2 separate regions of the Sus scrofa genome follow, and region 2 is linked to region 1. The links are chromatin contacts, called in public Hi-C maps. All regions are on one chromosome and are shown on one strand. Each heading gives the region's core, a stretch centred on a gene start, on an enhancer-like site or on the middle of the called end of the contact. The rest is flanking DNA. Distances are from core to core; before and after follow the strand shown. Region 1 holds the start of GSK3A (glycogen synthase kinase 3 alpha). Region 2 holds the start of MEGF8 (multiple epidermal growth factor-like domains protein 8).

Region 1 (6,954 bases), core at 2,959-5,458:
CTGTCCCTCTCCTATTCCCTACCCCAGTGCCAGTCCAGCCCCTTCACCCCCAGCTGCTCCTAAGGACTAGCCCATAGGCAGGCCAGTGGGAAGGGGGTGTCCTGAAACCAAACTGGAAGCCCCCTCTGCCTCCCAGCCGGGGCCCCTGGGGTGGGGGTCTGGTCAAGCCTTATTCTGTATTGGGGTCAGGGTCGGGGGGGGGTAGTTGGGGGCTGCTGGAGAATGTATTCAAAACAATAAAACTTTGGACCTTTGGATGCAGTGATCTGTCCTGGCTGCTCCTGGCTCCACCGCAGAGCCATAGCCTTTGCTTGGTTCTTAACGACAGGGGCCTGAACTGGGACCCCCAGTGGATCTATGGCCAGAGGGCCTAATCCCTCCTGGAATGGGCCAAATCCAGGCCTGGAAAATGAACTGACCTCAACAGGGGGCACTTAACTCCCTAGGCCTGGTGATGAAGGTCTCAGGCATCCTCTGGCCCTCTGACTGCTCTTCTGTCTGAAATGCCGTTCTTTTCTGAGTTCCTATCCATTCCTCCAGGCTCTGGTGAAGCCCTGGAGCTCCTCTTGAGTCCTCCCAAACTCCTTAGGGGTGCTCTGGAGTTAATCTGGAAGTCTTTAGGCAACAGACCTGCACCACCTCTTGAAATGTAGACATTGCAAGCTTGCTTTGATTATCTCATCAAACCCTGGGCACTCTCTGCCAGCAAGTTCAGAAGGGACTAGCTTAATCATAGTTGGTATTGATTGACCTACTGTGTGCCAGGTACCTACTTAGCAGCTACAGTGCTTTATCTCCAGCATCCAGCAAGGTAGGGGCAAGCAGCTCTCTTAAATGACTTGCCCAAGGCCGTAAACCCAGCCGGGACTTGAAATCTGTCTCTGAAATGTTCTTTCAACAACTCCTGAGGTCTCCTAAAGCCAAAACGGTTGGATTTAGACCAGGATCTCAAGATCATGGGATCAGAGAGCTGAGCTCATAAAACTAGAAGCCCAAGTTGGAGAGCTTGAATCAGATGAAAGAATCAGGAGGAATCCAAGCTAGCTAGAGGTCCCCTTAGAGAGGTACAGGAGGGCAGAGAGGGAAAAGTTTCCCCAGGGCCACAAAGAATTGAGGGCTCAGGGCCTGTTGGAGGGGTTTAATCCATGAAATTCCACCCCCGTGTAGCTCTGAGGGAGAAGGAACTGGCAACTACCCACATTCCTCCTCATTTCATGCCAGCCCAGGGTGGGTGGTCCCAAATGATGCCCTTTGGCAGTGAAGAGAGGCTCCACCGCTGGGGTACTGACAGGAAACTGAGGCTCGAGTGGTAGCCTGCGGGCAACTGCTCCCTCTCCTGGGTGATGTAAGTCACTCCCTGGGGTGGGGGCCACGGCTATTTCTGGAAGTTGGGATGAGCCATGTTTCCTGGCAACGAAGATGCAGCTGAGTTGGTGGTGGTGGTGTGATGGAGAAAGGGGATGTCATCACTGAAGGAGGAGGGAGGACCCTGACTAGTAGTCTCATTCCCTGATTCCAGTGTCTTCAAAGCACCTCAAAACTGGGTCTAACATGGATTCAAAAGTGGTCAGCTCCAGAACTGCTCTCCAGGTCAGACCACAGCCCAGGCAGACTTGTTGCCCCAAATTCTGGCTGAGGAGGATGTCACAGGTGGCATCTGGTCTTCAAAACTCCAGTGGCTCCTCTAATAACCCACCCAAATCAACTTCTGCAAGACCACACCCTATTGCCTTCCACATCCCCTGGGATCTCCGATACCTAGTATAAAGCCATTTATAGATCTAATGACACTGCATCAATTAATTCACCCCATCAGAGAACCTCTTCGTGTCTGTAATACCTAGCACTGTCACAGTCCCCCAAAGCTCTTTTTTGATGCTTCTCAATCACCCTTCACCTCTTCACCCTCAGATCTCCTCTGTCACTAGTAGCTTCTCACAGTCTCGCACAGACCTTTTAGACACCCCAAGTCCTCTCAGACTTCACTTGTCTCTAGTGAAACCACTTCACCTCTTCACGTATGCCCTTAGCGCCTCCAGACACCAATAGGCCCCTCTTAGCCAGTCACAGTCCGCTCTGGAACCTCAACGAGCATTCTCAGCCCGTGCAGACATCCAGGTAATGACTGACACCTGATTCCCACAGACCCCGCAATTCCCTCTGGCGGTTGCCCACGCGCGCAGCCCACTGCGCATGTCCCACTGGTTCTGGCAGTTAAGTAACCGCCGCTATCCCGCCCGGCTTTCCGGCCCTTGCCCGCCTTCTTGGTTCAGTTTAGGACTCTCCAGGCTTTGGGCTTGACTCAGATTTTTGCTTTTGGACTCCCAGCCGACGTCAGAGGGCAGCAGGCCCTGTTTGCCTGAAAAATTACTGCAATTCCCAGAAGTACTCGCTCCGGGCTGTGGAAGACGCAGCCACATTCATTGAGAAGGGAGCGGAAGTGAGACTTCGCTTTGCCTTCTGGTTAATGTAGTTCAAAAAGGCTTTGGTGTTACCTTCTCTTCTGCCTCAAGGGAGTCTTTGTCCGCTGGGAATTGCGGTCGGCTACAGACCTAGGGGCCAATCTTCAGAAAGGCAGGCCAGTTAGTGTGATCACTATCAAAGTGAGGTCTATAGGCTCCATTTCCCATCACTCCACGAGGCAGGAGGGCTGAGGGTAGTTTCATTCCAGTTCCAGGTATTTCCGGGACACACACACACACACACACACACACACACACACACACACACACACATCATATGAACTGTTTCCCAGCGCGGTTTGGGACTACTGCCCTTCCGGGTATAAACTGATAAGTGGGGCGACATAATGAGTGCCCAAAACCCGAGGCTACTCCTAGCAGCCGGCTTCTTTTGAGGCTTCCGGGATCCTGTAATTTAGGAAGCGTGAGGATGCAAAAACCTGAATGGGGCGGGGGAGGTTCCAAACAAATTATATTTTCACCTCTTTCAACATTCCGCTCAGTCTCCTGGTGTAAGTCACATTGCTAGAAAAAGCTAGACAATATCCGAAGACTGTATTGTCCTGAGACGCCGGCAGAAACTTTGTTTCCTAAATCGTTTGCGGAGAGGGTTTCCTTCTGGATTTGTGGAAACTTGGATTTTGGAGTGTTAGGACTCCATTTTCCACCACCGCCTGGTCACCTACGGCTTTTTTGAGGGACCTGGGGGCGGGGCAGGATGCGCTGAAACTTTCTTCAGTTACACCCAGTCGACTGCCGTTCTTTCACCTTTCGCTCGCGCTCTCTCAAAGTTACCAATTAGACTACACCTCCCGGCAAGCCTCTGCACTTTCGCCTCATAAAGGGTCAGGATGCGGTCTGGCCTTTCCCTCAGCCCGCTTCTGGATCATGATAGATCCCTTCCCCTCAGTCAATGGGAAGGCTGCCTTGAACTACATTTCCCAGAAGCCACAAAGGCTCGCTGTGGCAACTACGCTGAAGCGTTGGTGTTGACTACATTTCCCAGCAGGGGCTGCGGCCTAGCGTATGAGGGAGGAGGAATGCTGTACTTACTCCATTTCCTATCCTATCTCCGGAACTGCAGTATTCGCTTGAGGCTTAGGGGAAATCACAGAGGACTCCATTTCCCGGCGTTCTTTGGAAGTAGCTTTACACCTGCAATGCGGTGAGGGCGTGGCGACAACTCCATTTCCCAGCTGGCCTTGACGCTGGATAGTTTCGGGTCCCTGGTCTCCGACTCAGTTTCCCAGAGTGCACCTGGCGCCTGTGGGCATACAGCCAATAGACTAAGGCAGCGACTGAACTCCGTTTCCCGGAGTGCATCAGGCCTATACGGCTCACTGATGGAGGCACTGCGACTATGTTCCTAAGGCACACACAGGTTGTTGCGGTGGAGTGAGTGTGAGACTCTGACCCAGCTTCCGAAAGTGCTTCAGAGTCAGCTGTCAGCACAGTCGGCCAACTTACTGCCCAGAACTCCAATTCCCGACGTGCAGCTCATCATCCCCGCGGTCTACTCTGAGGTCTTTGCAGACTCCATTTCCCGGCGTGCCACGCGGCACTCTGTGAGGGCCGAGAGAGGCGACGGCGGCGCGCAGGGTAGGCGGACTGCATCTCCCGGCGTGCCCCGCGGCGGGCGCTGGGCCGGAGCCGGAGCCCGAGCGGCGCGGCCTGGAAGAGGCCGGAGCCCGGGGGAGGCGGCGGCAGCGGCAGCGGCGGGGGCAGCCCGGGCAGCCCGAGCCCCGCAGCCTGGGCCTGCGCTCGGCGCCATGAGCGGTGGCGCGCCTTCAGGAGGCGGCCCTGGGGGCTCGGGCCGGGCGCGGACCAGCTCGTTCGCGGAGCCAGGCGGCGGAGGCGGTGGCGGCGGCGGCGGCCCCGGGGGCTCGGCCTCCGGCCCAGGCGGCAGCGGCGGCGGGAAGCCGTCTGTCGGAGCCATGGGCGGGGGCGTGGGGGCCTCGAGCTCCGGGGGTGGCCCCAGCGGCAGCGGCGGAGGAGGCAGCGGCGGCCCGGGCGCCGGCACCAGCTTCCCGCCGCCCGGAGTGAAGCTGGGCCGTGAGTACTAGCGACGCCCGTAGCGGGTGGAGGTTGGGGTCCCCGAAGCCACTCAGACGTCGATCAGGTTCTTCTCTAGGCTGAAAGAGGAGCTCGAGGTCACTCTCCCTCCCCAAACTGGGATCTGAGCTCTCCCCCTCCCAGAAAAAGGGATTTGGGGGGTTACCATCACTTAAGAGTTTAGAATTAGAATTAGTAATCTTCTAAGAGACAGGGCTCACAGACTCCTGTTCTTCTAGTACCGAAGTCTTGGGTCCTTGAGCCTTAAAAACAGGGCTCTGATGTTGCCATCTATCAGAGAACAAGATCAGGGGTCACTGTCTCTTGCAAATGGGGCTCAAGGGTTATTGTTCCCCAAGAGAACAAGAATAAGATTACCACTACCTGGACGGGGGAAATATGAATTTGCTCTCCTTTAGAATGTGGGGATTTGGAGTGAGTATCACTCAGAAGCAGGGATTTCGGTTTGCTGTGTCCCCAGAGAACAGGGCCAGGGCTTTCCAAACCTGGTACCCATTTACCTTCTGTTTTAAAACACTAGGCCTAGAATCATTACCTGTCCATAACATGTAGAACTGTATCCCCAATGGTGGAAATTAATGATTGCTGCTTCTTTAGGACAGACTGGAAGTCAGCATACCCTTCAGACTAAGTCCATAGTCACTAATATTCAAAAAAGATGGCTTAGTGGATCTTCTTTCACACACACACACAGAGAAATGGGGCAGGGGAGGGTCGCAGTTCCCATAGAATAGGGATGTGAGCTTATACCCATTTCATTATTCTGAGATACGGTGTCATTGCCACTGGAAAAATAGTTATGTAGGATCATCTCCCTCCAAAAGATGGTGTCACTGGCCCCTCAAAATGGATTTGATTCATCATTTATCTCTTTTCTTTGGAGAACCTTTCAATTTCTCAAAGAAAAAGGGTCACTCTCCCCCAAGATTGCCACCAAATTTTGCTGCCATTCAGAGAATGGAATTGGAAATTACAGCTTTCTTTCAATGGACTGAGGCTGGGATAACCCCTGTTAAGAAATCAGGTTTACCATTCTCCCTATTTAGTACTTATCCATTAGGGATCATTCACATACAGAATGGGGTCTGGGGCTCTGGACCACAGGTCACCAATGAGTTCAGGCCAGTGCCTTTTTCTAGCCCCAGAGTATCTTGGTAAGAGCGAATTATCCCCAAAAAGTGAGAGTCAAGACACTAGCACTCCTTATGGGAGGACTCATTCATTTCTGTCACCAGAAACCAGTGGTGAAGTTAAGAGCTCCACTCAGAGAGGACTTGAAGGTCACTGTTCCCCCGAGTTGTGAGAAAGCTTAGTGCTTTTCTCAAGTTGAAGTACCTCGGAGTTACTGCTCTCAAACAGAAGTCAGGTCAAGGCTTTCCGCAGTGAGAAGGGACCAGGGCAGTTAGCTCACAGTGGAAGGATTCAACATCTGGGAGTGTCGGTGCCTCCTCACATCAAGAGGGACCAGTGATAGGCTGCTCACTAGAAGTGGAAATTAAGGGTTATCAACTCTTGAAAAGCAAGAGGTTTTATGTGTGTATCTTCCCAAATGGGAAGAGTCAGGATTTAGGGTTCCATGAAGGGAACAGGGGAAAGGGCCCTGGGAGGCAACCAATAGCCATCTTTGAAGATGGGGAAGGGACAAAGAACCCCCAGTGAGCTTTCTGTAGAGATTCCCCTCCCTCCCACAGCCCCAGGATAGGGTAGTGGCCAGAGGAGGAAGGTCAGCAGAACTGTGTTCCCTTTGTTCCCCCAGGTGACAGCGGGAAGGTGACCACAGTGGTAGCCACTCTAGGCCAAGGCCCAGAGCGCTCCCAAGAGGTGGCTTACACAGACATCAAAGTGATTGGCAATGGCTCATTTGGGGTCGTGTACCAGGCACGGTTGGCAGACACCAGGGAACTGGTGGCCATCAAGAAAGTTCTCCAGGACAAGAGGTTCAAGGTAGCTTGGGGGAATGGGGACAAGGAGGTTTGACTTCATATGATTGGTGAGAGAACCCCAGCAAGAGTGCTGGACCTGGGCTTCCACAGGGGATCTGAGCAAGGGCCAGAGGAGAAGGGCCTGAGTAGTGTGGAAGATGGGAATGTGGATTCCAGGCAGCCCAGAGCTGACTTTTTTATTCGGATTTTATTCTGTGTGAGTGCTTTGTAGGCGAGTTTAACTTAGGCAAAGATCCTCTTAGGGTAGGTACTGTTGTTATTCCCATTCTAAGTAAGCAGAAACTGGAAACTAAGACTTAGATAAGAGAATTGCCCAAGGTCAAGACTAGAATCTGATTCTCAAGCCCTTCACCATAACCACTAAGTAGCAACCCTGCTCAGAGGAGAAAGGAAATTGGTGCGGCCAGTGAGCATGTTTGCAAAGGTCAAGCTCTGCTCCAAGGGTTTGGCAAGTGTAGGGAGTGTGTGGGGCTCTG
Region 2 (7,565 bases), core at 402-2,901, 71 kb before region 1:
GAACCAGCGTCCTCATGGATGCTCAGTCGTTAACTGCTGACCACTACGGGACCTCCATGCCACTGTTTATTAGCGTGTTTGTCTCTCCCACTGGATTCCAAGCCCCAAGTCATCAGGGATTGCTGGGGCTGTGTCTCTTGCTATATCCCAGTGGCAAAGACAATGTCTGGCACATGAATGACTGGGAAAAAAAAATGCTTGTAAGTACTTTAAAAAGAACCACATTCATAATCTTAAGACTATTTATTGAGCATTTACTGTTTGTGCCAGGCACGGTAAATACCCGTTCTTTTTTAATTCCAACAGCCCTATGAGGTGAGTACTATTACTGGCCCCACTTGCAGGGAGGGAAAGCCGAACCTTAGACAAAAAAAGCTGTTTGCCCAAATTCAAAAAGCTACTAAGAAGCAGAACCCAAATTCCAATGAAGCCAGGTGGTTGGGCTCAGAGCCTGAGTTTCTAACAGTTAGTTACTCACAATACCCCTCACTGATGCTCCTGACTTGGGCATCTGGATCTGAGTGCAACTCCCCCACCAGACTTCAAGGCCTTCCAGGGCAGGGCCCAGGTTGGCTGCATTTCAGAGCAAAGGGGCTGGACCAGACCCGGGCTCTGGGAACGTGGGGAGTGGATGAACGAGTGCACAAATGAACGAATTAGCGCATGAGTGAGTGTGTGACCCACTCGGCCCCACTCACCCTCGATGAGCCACTCGCAATTGCCATTGACGCTGTAGTTGCCCGCACCATCTGTCACGAAGCCTGGAGCCTCCCGCAGCACTTGCCGCTGCCCCTTGCAGTCCCCTGCCTGGGCCCCAAGGAACAGTGGCCCCAGCGCGGCCAAAGATAGAGCCAGCGCAGCCGCCAGAGCCCGGCCCAGGGCCATCGCCTCCTCCCTCCAGCACTGACCCTTACAGACGGGATGCGTGGTGAAGACCTGGAGAGGGCCCTCCACCCGGCTTGAGGCCCTGAAAATGCGACCTCTATAGATGGTACATTGCCTTGTAGACCAGGGAGGTCCAGAAGTCGCTGTCCCCGCGAAGGGAACCGCCGCTGCTGACCGGCTCTGAATGCCGAGGGCTGGGCCCTATAGACCCATGGAAAACCCTGTCAGTGAGGTCGTAATAGACCTGGCAGACCCCTAGGGACCTTGGGAGTCCCTTATAGACACGGGCCCCCATAGACTGGCTAACCCCATAAATGGTGTCCTGCAGTTACAGTCGCGGGCCGCTGCAAGCCGAAACGGACCTTAGAGCCCGGTGGGTCCCCAGGGGGCGATGGGCTCTACAGCCTGGCAGAGGCCTACGTAAAGTGTGCAGGCCGGGCCAGGCCTGGCCCAAATGGTCCAGAAAAGACCCCTCCAGCCAGGGACGGGGCGCGAGCGGGTGCCCGGAGCCGAGCCGGTCTTCAGGGGCTCAGGCCTGGACCCCATAGACAAACTCCCTTGCTCACCCACCCGCGCCTCCCTTCGAAGCCGGATGAGTCAGGTCAGAGAGACGAGGGGACGCTCGGGCCAGAGCGGCCGCGGGAAGACCCGCTAAGAGGGCGAGGGGGCGGGGCCCGAGAGGCCGCTGTGGGAGAGAGAACGAAGAGGAGGCGAGAAGTCGCCGAGAAGCAGGTCAGAGCGGCCCTGGGAGGACTGCGGTGCCCCCAACCCCACCCCTCCACAAAGGGAGACTTCCGGAAACTTCCCCGCCCATTTGTTCCTAGACGCATGCGCAGCAATGACCTACTTGGCCGACGGAAAGTGAGACTTATACATGCGCAGTGCTGAAATCGTAACCCGAACTCTTGTCGCAGGTAGCTGAGTGAAGCATCCGCCACTGGGGGGCGCATCTACCTCTGACTCGGGAAGAAAAGGTAAAAATAAGCCAAACGTAAGAGAGAGGACTCTGCTAGTTGATGATTCATATCTTCAGTGCTCCCAGATTCTAGGGCAACAAAAGGTCATGTTATGCAAGCCCATCCTAAAATACCATTTCTCAGATGGGCACACTGAGGTCCTGAGCCTGAAACAGTTCTTGCTCAGCCCTGTCTCTGAGCACTATCAAAATGTAAAAGAGGCCATCATATAGATAAAAACAAAGAATCTTCTTTATTTTGGCAAGAAGGGGAAAAAGTCTTTCTGCCAGGGACCTGAGGGAGGGCCTCTGGGATGGAGATAGGGTGGAAAGAGTAGGGGTCCAAGGTCACAGAGATGGAGACTAGCTTCACAATATCCGTCCTGGGAGCAGTGGCTTGGGGTCGTGGAGTCCTGGAGAATCACAGGCAGGATCCCTGGATCGTTCTGGGGTCCAGCAGGGTCAGAGGTCTCGTAGGGGGCCCGGGGGCCGGAGGTCACGGAACAGCGGGAGCCCAGAATCCGGTGCCGCTCGGGGCAGGGGCTAAGGGAGGGGACGGGGAGAGCGGCTCCCGCGGGACCGTTTGGCACAAGAGTCGGGGAAGGGGTGGGAGGATATTACGCACATGGGCGCGTTGGGTGGGGAGGTTTGGGATGGCCTGGATGGCAGAGCCCTGGGGCCGGGATAGAGTGGGGATCTGGAGCCCGGCCTGGGCCCGGCGCGCGGCCCATTGGGCAGGGGAGGGCAGGGGTGCTCAGACCGGGGGTGCATTGCCCCCGGCCGTGTGCATGCTGAAGTATTCGGTGAAGCCAGTGTGCGGCGCCGCTGTCTGAGGCACGAGCGGCTGGTAGGGCGGCGTCGGGCCATCCCAGATCGGGTCGACCGCCTTGGGGAACCGAGAGGGAGGGGGCGGGGAGGCCGCGCCCGGCTCGGCCATTGTCACCACGCGGCCCCTCGGGGCCGCCGCCGCCACCGCTGTCTCCTCCACCTGCTTCCCGGCCTGGGAGGGGGGTCAGGGTCAGAGGCCGTCCAGGACCCACGGGGGGCAGATGCGGCCCCGAAGGCCCGCCCCCCTCCCTCTGGATGACCCCCCCCCAAGGTGTGAGCACAGGTGTTAGTCAGGGGCGCCTGGGCAGGGGGGCCAGGTACTCAAGGGGCGGCGTCGGGGTGCGGTGGGCGAACTCCGGCGGCGGCCGGGGAGGGTAGGGAGAACCGCGGAAGGCCGGCGGCGGGGGCACCGCGCGGGGCGTCTGAGGGGGCGTGCGCAACAGCGCCAGGACCCAGTCCGGCAGGGTGGGCGCAGGCGCCGGGGAACGGTCGCGGCGCGGCGTTGGGGCGCGGGGGGTGCGAAAAGCAGGGGGTGGGCTCAGGCGCCGGGGTATGGAGGGTGGTGGAGGGGCCGGGAGCGGGGTCAGGTACTCCAGGGGCGGCGCCAGCAGCTCCTCGGGCGCCGGGGGCGCGGGGCTTACAGAGGAGGCGGGCGGGGGGATGGAGAAGAGCTCCGTGAAGTTGGGCACCGAGTCGCTGATGAACGTCACGTTCCCATAGACGTGCTGCGGGAAGGCCTTGTCTGCTGATTGGCTCCCTCCCGGGCCCGGGGCTCCGGCTGAGGCGATCTGCGACGTGCGCACGTGGTACGGGAAGTTCTTGTTGGCCGCCGAAGGGCGTGTCATGATCTGGGGCCAAGGGCAGGCGGAGTTTGGAGAAGGGCTATCCAGGCCTAGTGCTGCCTCCCTAAACATGGGGCCCTAAGGATTCCCCTTCACTTGATGTACACCATACCCCGCGTCCCTGCCCGTCAGCTGGATTAGGCCCCTCCTCTGGGCTCTCACAGTGCCCTGGGTTCTAACCTGCCTGGTCCATCACAGCTCATTACTCTGTGGGTGCTTCCTCCATCAGAGCCCTGAGATATCCCTGACTGGTTAAGCATCAGCAATCTACGCTGTCCAATATGATAGCTACTATTATATGTGGCTATTTAAATTTAAAATAATCAAAAATAAACTAAAAATTTGATTTCTCAGTCACACTAACTACAATTAAGTGCTTAAGAGCCACGTGTGGTTAGTAACTATTGTATGAGACAGCACAGATTGTAGAATATTTTCATACACACAAAGCGTTCAATTGGACAGCAACTGACAGACTCTAGAATGTTAGTTCCATGAGGGCATGGAACTTGACTCTTCTGTTCCCTGCTGAACCCCCAGTACCTTCTAGAACAGTGCCTGGCATATATAAGCTCTTAATAAAATACTGGTTGAATGTGGAGACGTCTCCCCAATTAGTCTGGCGGGCAACAGGGCAGGGACTGGATGTGATCCTAGCACTGCACACAGGAGCCCAGCACGGCCCCTCTAAGGTTATTGCTGAATAAGTGAACAAGGAGCTAAAACCAAAGAGTGGTGGAATCCCAGAGGTGGAGCTGTGCTAACGTGAGCATTTTTAGGATGGAAACCGGCTGAAGGTGAAGTATAGCAGAAAGGGCACTGCACTGGTGTTCTGAGCCTGCACCCCACCCCCCAGCCCCACAGCTCACTGAGTATGGGATCTGGGGCACGTTGATTAAACTCCCTGAGCCTCACTGCAGAAAAGGGGTTGCAGTGCCACCCTGGAAAGATGAAAAGAGGGCGGAAATGAAAACCGCTGGTGCAAAACCTGGCACGTGGTGGGTTCTCAGCATTTCTCCTCTCTCTATCCCTTTCTGACTTCCTGCAGAGCCTCAAGAGGGACTGTCCCAGGAAGGTGAGTCTGTATCTAAGTCAGGTTCTAGAGGAGAACATGGGAGACCTGGCCCCATCCCCCAGTGGCTGAGTATATCTGTACAAAGAGTACGTGGTAGACCTTTCAAGAGTCAGGAGCTGGGGCCCTCAGCAAAGCCTGTTTCCCTGTCTGACTCCCTCTTATGCCAGGTCTTTGGTCCATTAGAAGACTGAGTTCAAAGTTCCCACATACCCCCCACCCTCCTTGCCACCAAAGGCCATGGAACCCTGTCAGGTCACCCCCTTTCTGGGCCTTAGTTTCCCTTCTCTGTATAATGGTTTCAATGACTGTTATCCATCCTGCCCTGGGGTTGCTCTGCCAATTAAACAAGAGGACAGAAATAAATGCATATGGGTGTTCCCAGCATGACATAAAGGCTGGTTTGAGACAGGTACCCACTGAATGGCTAATGGCTGGATGGATAGATGGATCAATGAATGAACAGAACTGTCACCCAGAAGGCCAGACAGAATGTAAATCAGGGCAAAGAAGGGTACTCCCTGCTGCGATTCAGATCTGGGCCCCTAGAGCCCCAGCCTGACCCACCCCAGCTTCTTCTTCCTGTGATGGAGCAGCAGAGATAGGAGAACATGGGGCAGGGGAGCAGAGGAATAGAAACCAAGGGGCTTAGGGAAGGCAGTGGGAATACCAGAGGGAAAAGTAAGAGCCTGGGGACTCGGGGTCAGGAATAGGAGTGGTGAAGAAAGAGGGTGGGGTTGGGGAAGAGGCCAGGACACAAAAGTGGGAGAGAGAAATAGAAGAGAGTCAACGCTGGGGCATATGGTGGAATAGCTTGCGGGAACCCAGCAGGCTCTCAGTAAGTGTCTGTTGAATGACTAAAGGGATGAACTGAAGGAAATGGACCAAGAGCTCAGGATAGAAGGTTTAGGCAGCTCAGGGGTGGGGATCCTCATGTGTTTTCCACCCCCACCTGGATGCCCAGCCTCACCAGGAACACGCCATGGGCATACAAATGGATCCCCAGCTGAATGCCATTGACGATCTTCTCCCGGGCCCACTTTGGGATCCCAAAGTTGGCAATCAGGGCCATGACTGGAACTGCAAAGAACCTGAAGAGGAAGTATTAGGTTGTTAGAGACACTGTCCCTGCCTTCCTCCCCACCCTATGGCCCCAAATCCCTTCCTGTGCACACACACAGACACCAAATGGATCCCAAACTGGAGGGAAGCTAGGTATGACCTTCAGAAGCTGGAGGTTAAAAGGAGACAGGAATCCCACTGGCCTGGGAAATTTGGAGGGGGCAAGAAATAGGTTGAACTCAACTAGGTTCTACCCTACGGGAAATCCTGGCACCTGACAGGAAATCAACAGATGTTTGATGAATGAATTAACATATGATAATAACAATTAAGGGCTTAACTGCTTGCCAGACCTGTTTCTAAGCCATTTCACATATAAACACTTATCTAAATCTCATAGTGACTCTATGACACAGGTGCAACTTCCATCCCCATTAAACAGGTGAGAAAACTGAGGCAGAGAGAATTTAATTGACTTGTGTAAGGTTTAGAAATGGGATCTAAACCCAAGCAATCTGGCCTAGGTTCTACCTACTTCACTGCTATGTTACGTTGAATGAAAAAAATTACAACTAGCTTTAATTGGACACTTGCTATGTGCCAGACTCGAAGCCCTCACATGTGGCACTGTGCATGCTCGAGATAAACCTCTGTGGGGTTTGAAGATACCCTTGACAATCTTTCTTTATGGGTAAGCCACCTGAGACACTCTTTTTTTTTTTTTTTTTTCACTTTGGGAAAGTAATTTTTTTCCAGGAAGTTGCAGGCTCTGGTGACAGCTACCTAACTTGAAAGCCCATCTGCCTCCCTGGGGAGGGACTGAGCTGGGGGACAGCCATTTCTGAGGAGCTGGGGAAGGCAAGGACAGGTTCGGGGCCCAGCACGTCTCACCAGAGGGTGTAGGCAGCAAAGAAGGGTACGTAAAAGGGCTGCTTCTCTGGGAAGTGGCGCAAGGAGACCAGCACGGCGTAGCAGAACCACACATAAGCCGCCACCTGCAGCCCGATGAGCCCGTATCCTGCTGGCGACTCATATGTGTACAGTACCTGGCCTGGGTCAAAGAACTGGACCCAAGGGAGAGGGTTTATCATAACCACGGCCTCCGGCCCTCCATGCAAAGACCCCAGGACCCACCCTGGGTACCCAGCAGGACAGAGGTACTTGGTCAGGACAGAAACAGCAAGAGAATAAGAGATGGAGATGAAAGCACAGAGAGGTGGAGAGAGGGTGAAAAAGATAGAAAGAGAAAATATCCACTACCATAGGGCTAAATACCACCATGTGTAAGCTTTTCCATTTGCATCAAGTTAATGAAGCAAGTCTTTTTTTTTTTTTTGTCTTTTGTTTTTTGGGGGCCTCATTTGCAGCATATGGAAGTTCTCAGGCTAGGGGTCCAATTAGAGCTACAGCCACTGCCTACGCCACAGCCACAGCAATGCCAGATCCAAACTGCGTCTGCGACCCACACTACAGCTCATGGCAAAGCCATATCCCTAACCCACTGAGCGAGGCCTGTGATCAAACCCGCAACCTCGGATTCGTTTCTGCTGCGCCACAACGGGAACTCCTGAAGCAGGTCTTATTATCACCCACTTCACAGAAGGGGAAACTGAGGCTAAGCAGGGAGGTTTTAGCCAAAGCCAAGGTGATATAAAGCCTTAGAGAAATTCCCTGGGGTAGGTGAGACCCTCCTAATTTTACAGAAGAGGAAATAGACCCAGAGTGAGGGGCCATCAGTCAAGGTTAGGCAGCTGGGAAGTGGGAGGGCCAGAGTGGAATCCCAGCCTTTGTGACTCCTGAATTTAGTCATGACATTGAGCATGAATGTGACAGACAGTGAGAGATGGAGGAGGAAGAAAGCTACTTGGAGATGGTGAAGAGGGGAGGAATGCACTTAGGGAGATGGGAAGGCAGAAAGCCA

The links. Hi-C and Micro-C count contacts between places; a contact is called where the count stands out from the background.
Region 2: a contact with region 1 is called in a Hi-C map of skeletal muscle, with 7 times the contacts expected there. The contact joins the promoter of MEGF8 here to the promoter of GSK3A in region 1. A contact is called at or near these places in 1 of 5 promoter capture datasets (liver), 16 of 47 Hi-C or Micro-C datasets (alveolar macrophages, brain, embryonic fibroblasts and 9 more) and 2 of 2 datasets of contacts at active chromatin or transcription factors (alveolar macrophages and skeletal muscle).

The regions. Positions count from the first base shown.
Region 1 is chr6:49,686,162-49,693,115 of Sscrofa11.1, forward strand. It overlaps GSK3A (glycogen synthase kinase 3 alpha), which reads left to right and starts at 4,209. Exons shown (of 12, transcript NM_001315708.1): 1 at 4,209-4,514; 2 at 6,292-6,479. The coding sequence starts at 4,232. It overlaps ERF (ETS domain-containing transcription factor ERF), which reads left to right. Exons shown (of 6, transcript XM_003127177.5): 6 at 1-261.
Region 2 is chr6:49,617,469-49,625,033 of Sscrofa11.1, forward strand. MEGF8 (multiple epidermal growth factor-like domains protein 8) reads right to left here and starts at 1,652. Exons shown (of 41, transcript XM_005655875.3): 1 at 699-1,652. The coding sequence starts at 885. TMEM145 (transmembrane protein 145) reads right to left here. Exons shown (of 15, transcript XM_021094427.1): 12 at 6,536-6,708; 13 at 5,553-5,673; 14 at 3,310-3,516; 15 at 2,072-2,840. The coding sequence ends at 2,595.